Regions from separate parts of the Mus musculus genome. Here region 2 is linked to region 1. Evidence: chromatin contacts called from public promoter capture Hi-C data. All regions are on one chromosome and are shown on one strand. Each heading gives the region's core, a stretch centred on a gene start, on an enhancer-like site or on the middle of the called end of the contact. The rest is flanking DNA. Distances are from core to core; before and after follow the strand shown. Region 1 holds the start of Olfr181 (olfactory receptor 181). Region 2 holds the start of Olfr195 (olfactory receptor 195).

Region 1 (3,549 bases), core at 310-2,809:
AAGGCTTTATTATACTACCTGAGAAGAAAAATAATTAATTGAATCTTACCCAGCTGTGAACTCAACAAGCTAGAACAACAGGCCTGGCAAGACATCTTCTGGTGTAACAGTGGCATGAATGATATGGGAATAACTACTGCCTGATGGAATTTAAAACCAGTTCTATGAAACAGGATTCATATCTCCCACTGTTATTGGACGAAAGCCAGCTAGGTTATAGATCATGGTGAAGAGCTCAGTGCTATCACTCTATTAAATGGGCATCGCATCAAGCCTATATCTATCAGCTAAACCTATGCCTATGAATTATTTCATCTCTAACCCTCATCAGAGAAGCTTCTTTTTACAATAGAGGATGAGTAATACTAGAAACACACAACTGTTCACCATGCAGAGAATTACCAGAAACGATGTAGAAAAGCTATATGGCAATATGGCAAATATTTATTTATTTAATTAACATATAAAACAAATGATTAGTGTGGGACCAGCTTAAGCTTCAATTCATGTACAAAGAAGTTGCTAGTACATGTTTAATGATTAAATTAAGTTAAAGAGATTTCCTAAAGATATTTGTCATTTCTATTTGCCAAAAATTCAAATTCTGTCCCACATTCTGAATCTTAAAGGACATTATTGTAATCTATATAGACTCTACTTACCAATAGCACAGTAGAGCTCCCTGATCCCACGTATCTAACTCATTGCCCATTGATCTAACTTTCCCCACCTATACCATACTCCTGTGCTACCAGCCTCTGGTAACCACGTTCTACTCTCACCTCTGTGACATCACCGTCTTTAGATTCCACAAGTAAGCCACGTAGCCCTTGCCATTCTGTGCTTACCTTCCTTCACCTGAGAGAAGATATAACTCCATTTTCAATATATAATATAATTTTTCTATATTATGAAGAATTATGTAAATGATTTTACCCTCTAGTTGGAGAACTCAGGAAGAGACAGAAAAGAAACATGCTATTTTCATTCACTAACTACAAATTCCCTCTGGTTATCTTCTGACCCTTAATGTCAAAGTTGTTTCAGAAAATGGAGCCATAGGATACAGCCACTGTAGGTGGTAAATGGAACGAATCTGATTTTAGTTTATTGAACCAGATTGCCCTCTCTGACCAACAAAACCAGACCTTTTTAAATCTGCTTGCAACTTCATGAGATTCATATAGATATATTTTTATCCATTGCCAATTCTCTACTGGTATATTCGAGTGTGGGACAAACCAAGGTCATCTACAAGGTAACTGTAGTCAGAGGTGTTTGAATTACTTTCAGAATCTCATTTATCTTCAGACCATCTCTAATTGTTTGATTCACTAGTGATTCCCTGCAGAAATACCCAATGTCAATGCCAATGAACTCCCTTTAGAATCAACAGAACTTTATTCTGCCCTGAAGCTATTGTAACTAACATCACTGACCCATGTGAAAAAAAGATTGTCCTAGAGTTTCAAAATCTATTCCCCAGTGTTTTAAAGACCTGTTATTTATTCTTAATTGCTTAAAACTGAGAAAGATCATGTAGAAGGCCAGCCATATAAAATGTGTGTCTGTGAACTCAAAATATGAGGGTGGATTTTAATTTACTTAGAAACATGAAGCAATCCTGATCTGAAAAACTCTTCAGTGTTTTTTATTGCTTCTACAGTTTATCTACTTACTTTTCATGTGCCTCTCAACTGAACATATCCTGACAAGATATAAAGAGATAGTAAATGGATCATTCAGTCAATCTGAGTTCAAAAGTTTATCAGTTTTTAAAAACTTTTTATCAGTACTAAAGATTCACTCCAATTCTCTTCTGATGAATAGAGTGACAAGGAACATAATAACAGGGTTATTTCAGAAAATGGATCTGTAGGATGTAATCAGACTGTATTACTACAGTTTATTAGCAAATATCCAGGTAAGACATTAATGGCCCTGTCATAATTTGGGTATGTATAGTAGAATAGATGTCTGATTTAGGAGAATAGTTGTATTTCATACTGGAGAAGAAAAAAATGAGTTTTTATTTGTTTTGTTCTAGTAAATTCTCTAAATAATAGGTACCTTTTGATAATAAAACCTAAATATTTCCAGTTGATTTCTCATTATGTTGTGGTAAAAAAAAACAAAATATAGTAATTTTATAGTTCTTCAAATATCTTTTCATAATAGTTTAAATCAAAGGGATATTATAAAATGTTATAGATCTCAAATAAAAATTGCTAGTTTTTCATTTGAGTATAAAATTATAGTAAATTTTAATATATAGTAAATGTTAGTATAAAACTACAGAAAACTTTATCATGTGTGAATGAGTAGCAAAAATAATGTTAAGTTTAGTTTATAAAAAGTCAGTTAAATACTAATTAAAATGTGATTTTTAACAAAAATGCATTTTGGAAAGGGTAAAATTCTAACCTAAGCACCATTGCTTCAGTTTGGTTATTCTAGTCTATAGAAAGCCAATGGCATGCACAGAGTCTGGGTTTATTAATGGCTTGAATGTTCTTAAACCAGCTGTGCAATGGTTGTATCTATGAGTTAATTAAAATGAAGTAATTTAAAAATGAAAATGTATGGAGAATGACTACTGTATGCTCATCTCGAAAATGTTGTACTTCTAGTGTCTTAAGATAATTACATTATTCTTTAATGCTCACACGTTTCTGCAATTGAAACATTACAGTGTTATGTTGTCCACACTATAACAGTATACACTAATTGGAGTGATCATTAAATTCTAAAACATAGCAGATTAGAAATACCTCATTTTATAGATTTAAATGACTAACTAGAAATCCTGCAAAAAGAACAAAAAAAAATGGAGCTATTGATTTCTTCTGAACAACTTAGAGATATAAAAAAATTACATATTTAAAATGAGCAATAATCATACTGGGAATAGACACTTTGTCATGGAGTTTCATGCTAATTATACCTACAAGAAGTTTAAAACTAGACCAACTGGTCCCCAGATAATGACTGAGCAGTCACTTCATTGGAAGCTGGTCAGATAACAAAAGAGTGGGAATTTGACTATGTTAAGATGAGTATAAAAGTGCTTTTTAACTAAGAAGATATAATGAGGCTACATATTCTTATCATGTTTAAAGAATAAATTTTCCTGAAAATATCCTACATTCACTTTATCTGGAAAAAATATAAACTGAAGAAACTTGTTTTTTACGAATTCATCCTGATTCTGTGTAGATTTTTAAAAAAAAATTCCCACTAGATAAAAGAAATAGCTCATTTTCAACATTACTTTGATCCCATAATACAATACTTAAAATTATGTTGTCTGGAGAATGTTATGAGAATCTCTCAAGTTGAAAAATGTAAAATTACAGACCATGGCTTTGTTCTCAAGTACAGGTGACCTCGTGCAGTTAAGGCCTTCCACTCCAGAAGTTTCTCAAACATTTCAGGGCAGTCCCTTATGCACAACCTACGAGTAACTTTTCATGACCCATGACCTATCCTGGGCTTGCTGCTCTTCTGGAGACAGGGCAATATGAAGTTGTTCTTCTGTACACTGATCCT
Region 2 (3,561 bases), core at 885-3,384, 220 kb before region 1:
GGTCCTGGATAACCAATTCAAGTTTTCTTCTGTAGAGAAAACATATCTCCTACTCTTAGACTTCCTTAGATTTCTTGTAGTTACTTGTATAAGGTTGAAGATTTTAAAAGATAATCTGTATTTCCACAGCTTTCAATCATCTAGAGAAAAGGCAATATTAATTCAAACTCTTGTCAGAATCAGAGTGAAAATGGAAAAGTACTGAGTGTTTCAGTGTATAAGATTTATTTGAAGAAAACAAAAGAATGCCTAATTAGTCAACAGGAGATAAATACCAAAAACTTAGCACAACAAATAGTACCTTTCTGGGTAATCCTTTTTATTTTTTGATGAGTTTTGTTTAGATATTTTAGATATTTAGAGATTTCACCAGTTTTTTTTTTAACTTCACCTGGCTTGATTGACATCTCACTGTTTTTTAAATGACGAACATATCAATGATTTCCTATGAACTGGTGAGGGTGTTATTCCTAACAATCAATAATCAATGATAATAACACTGAGAAGAAAAAGTGATTTAATGGATACACTTAGGTGTTGCAGTGCTATATATAATGGACAAATAATCAAATAAAGGAAAATAATTAAAATATAGATATTTCATTGTAATAACATCATTTTGAAGTATAGATTGATAAGCCTTATACATATACTATAGAAAATGTAAGCATACAATGACTAATAATAAAAGGGAAAACATTCTTGTTAGAAAGTAAATATTTTGTATGAGTATATGTTAAAATATAATCTCTTAAAATCAAATGTCAAGTTGAAAATCAAATTGAACCATGAAGTTTATCTTCCTTTGATGGCAATGCTATGATAAGATTATAAATAAAAAGCTTGTAATTTTCTTGAAATTGTAATATCTGAAATTGATAAACTTGCTAGTGATAATAAGTGGAAATTACCATTTGAGGTACTAACTTTATTCCAAAAGTTAATTAGATCTTTCATAAACGGTGACTAGATACATTCCATTACTTCAACAGTTCTTTAATTTATTCCTAAGAATTTCAAGCATGTTTTAACAGAATTTCTTCATTATGACCTAATTTTATTCAAGTGTTCTTATGATTTATACATTTAGCCAAGATTTTAGTTTCATTTCACCACTTTCTAATTATTTATGGGTTTAGAAAAAGGTTTTTTGAACTTTAAATCAGTTGTCCAAATCAGATAATCCTTGTTTTGTAATGTTGCAGGATTATCTCCTTTTCATAGTTTTTTTCATTACATTTATTACTTCCTTATTTCTTAGACTGTAAATGAAAGGGTTTAACAAAGGAATTATAAGAGTATAAAAAATAGCTACTGGCATATCTTTGTCTCCTTCATTGGCTGAATGTGGTTGAGCATACATGAAGAGAAGAGACCCATAGAATATTGACACAGACAGAAAGTGGGAAGCGCATGTTGATAAGGCTTTGCCTCTACCCTCTTTAGATTTCATTGTGAATATAGTGAAAAGGATACAGGAGTAAGACACTAGAACTATGGAGATAGTAAAGACTTGAATTGAACCTGCCAAGACAAGTAATATCAGTTCATTGATATTTGGATCAGTACAGGAGATTCTGTATAATGGAAGGACATCACAAAAAAAGTGCTTGATTACATGAGACCTGCAGAAAGTTAACCTCAACAAAAGCCCTACTTCAATCATAGGATGCAGGTTTCCTGCTATGTAGGATCCCATGGTCATTTGAAGGCAGAGCTTCTTGGACATCATGCTGTGGTACTGCAGTGGGTTGCATATGGCCACATAGCGGTCATAGGCCATTGCTGCCAGAAGAAAGCAGTCTGTAGTTTCAGCAAGACAGAGAAAATAGAACTGTACCATGCACTCATAGAGAGAAATCCTTCTGTCCACAGAAAAGAAGTTCTCTAGCATCTTCGGAGTGATGGCACAAGAGCAGCAGGAGTCCATCAGAGCCAGGTTGCCCAGAAAGATGTACATGGGTGTGTGGAGACGAGGCTCCATATAGATCAAGGCCACCAGCCCTAGATTCCCCACCATGGTGACCAGATAGATGGCAGAGAACACCAGGAACAGAGGTGTCTTCAAGTCTGGGTGATCTGAGAACCCCACCAGGATGAATTCATTTGTCACAGAATAGTTGTTCTCAGCCATCTCACCTTCTCTGTTGCCACTGGAATCACAAAGATATAGAATTGTAATGGTCAGAAGATAATTTCCTACTATTTTTGTATAAGAGGAAATTTTCTTCTCACTGCACCTGCTGTTTTCTCTAGAATGAAGCTTGTTGAAAGTATTTATTTCTTAAAATTTTAGACTCTATTATCTCTAACTTTAACTCAGAATTGACAGGTGTACTTTTATAATTGTAAAAAGGAACTTATTTTTGTCGAAAAAATTTTTAATGCATTTATGTAACTATATCATGAAAATTAGTGTACATATATTTGACTTTTATTGTTCTAAAATAATTTTCATGCCAGGTTTGTTAAGATCATCAAAATAAATTTAGAATAAAAACTTCTATAACTGTATGTTTATTTAACAAACTTTTTAATGTATTCAGTGGGAAAGAAACATTTCCTTGAACATATTTTGTTTATAAATTAAATTTATTTTAATGAATTTCACAAAGACTACTATGGACCAATGAATGCATACATATCTCTAAAGAAAATTATAGATATTTAATTATCTAAATTTAGATATCTAAATATCTATATAAAGTAAAATTGAAAGAATAATGATTGTAATTTCTTTCATCCCTTTTCATACATAGTTTTGTAAATACTGATTCTATTCAATTAATCACTTTTTTTAAAAGATCTAACTCCTTCTTTTGCTTGTAAGGTTAATTTACATATGCTGGTAATCATGGTTATACCTATCTTGTCTACCACTGAGCTGATCTTCCAGTCCATTATTTTTTTTTAATTTTTGATTTTTAAGACAATGTCATTTTTAACTACTCTTTCCTTGAAGGTTTTCTGAAATTCAGATAAACTTTCAATTTTCAGTCCCCATGACTTAATCTTCTAAATACCAAGGATCAGAGACTAGGGCCACAGAGTTAGCTAAAAGTCAGAATTTCTTGTGTATGATCTACATTAATTTATCTGTTCTATATGTATTTGAACACTTTTACTACATTGAATGCATTCTGAATTTAGGTGTATTCTACTTCTGTGAAATATGTCATCAAGTGTTTGGAGGAGAGATTCTTATATACTCCCCTGACTTTTCTGATTTTATTTCTTTAGAAAATTATGCTCTCTCAAGTGTTCTATGGCACATTAGAGCCCCATGAAGGTAGGATCATTTCTTTACTTATGGTTTGAAATCTTTAAAAAAAAAAAAGCTTAAATTGTAGACTTTGAATCTAAGTTTCATTTTGCCTTAGAATGCTACTGTCAATACTTAGAGATTCACTGGGACACATTGGGTGACAAACTGAATAATATAAGTTCTATGGCCAAAGTGATTTTGTTGTTTGGTAATCAAAACATTGAGAGATGTTAATAGAAATACACTTGTTGAAAAATAATCTCAGGACATATATAAGATATTACTGACAAGTACTC

The links. Capture Hi-C pulls out chosen DNA fragments and counts their contacts.
Region 2: a promoter capture Hi-C map of liver shows a contact between it and region 1, with 2.2 times the contacts expected there. The contact joins the promoter of Olfr195 here to the promoter of Olfr181 in region 1. A contact is called at or near these places in 7 of 39 promoter capture datasets (cranial neural crest, embryonic stem cells, frontonasal cranial neural crest and 4 more), 2 of 484 Hi-C or Micro-C datasets (transition I germ cells and undifferentiated spermatogonia) and 3 of 9 other capture datasets (adipose tissue, liver and pancreatic islet).

Annotation. Positions count from the first base shown.
Region 1 is chr16:58,926,654-58,930,202 of GRCm38.p6, reverse strand. It overlaps Olfr181 (olfactory receptor 181), which reads left to right and starts at 1,559. Exons shown (of 2, transcript NM_146999.2): 1 at 1,559-1,924. It also overlaps a transcript of Olfr183 not described here.
Region 2 is chr16:59,147,425-59,150,985 of GRCm38.p6, reverse strand. It overlaps Olfr195 (olfactory receptor 195), which reads right to left and starts at 2,134. Exons shown (of 1, transcript NM_146998.1): 1 at 1,208-2,134. The coding sequence starts at 2,134. The coding sequence ends at 1,208.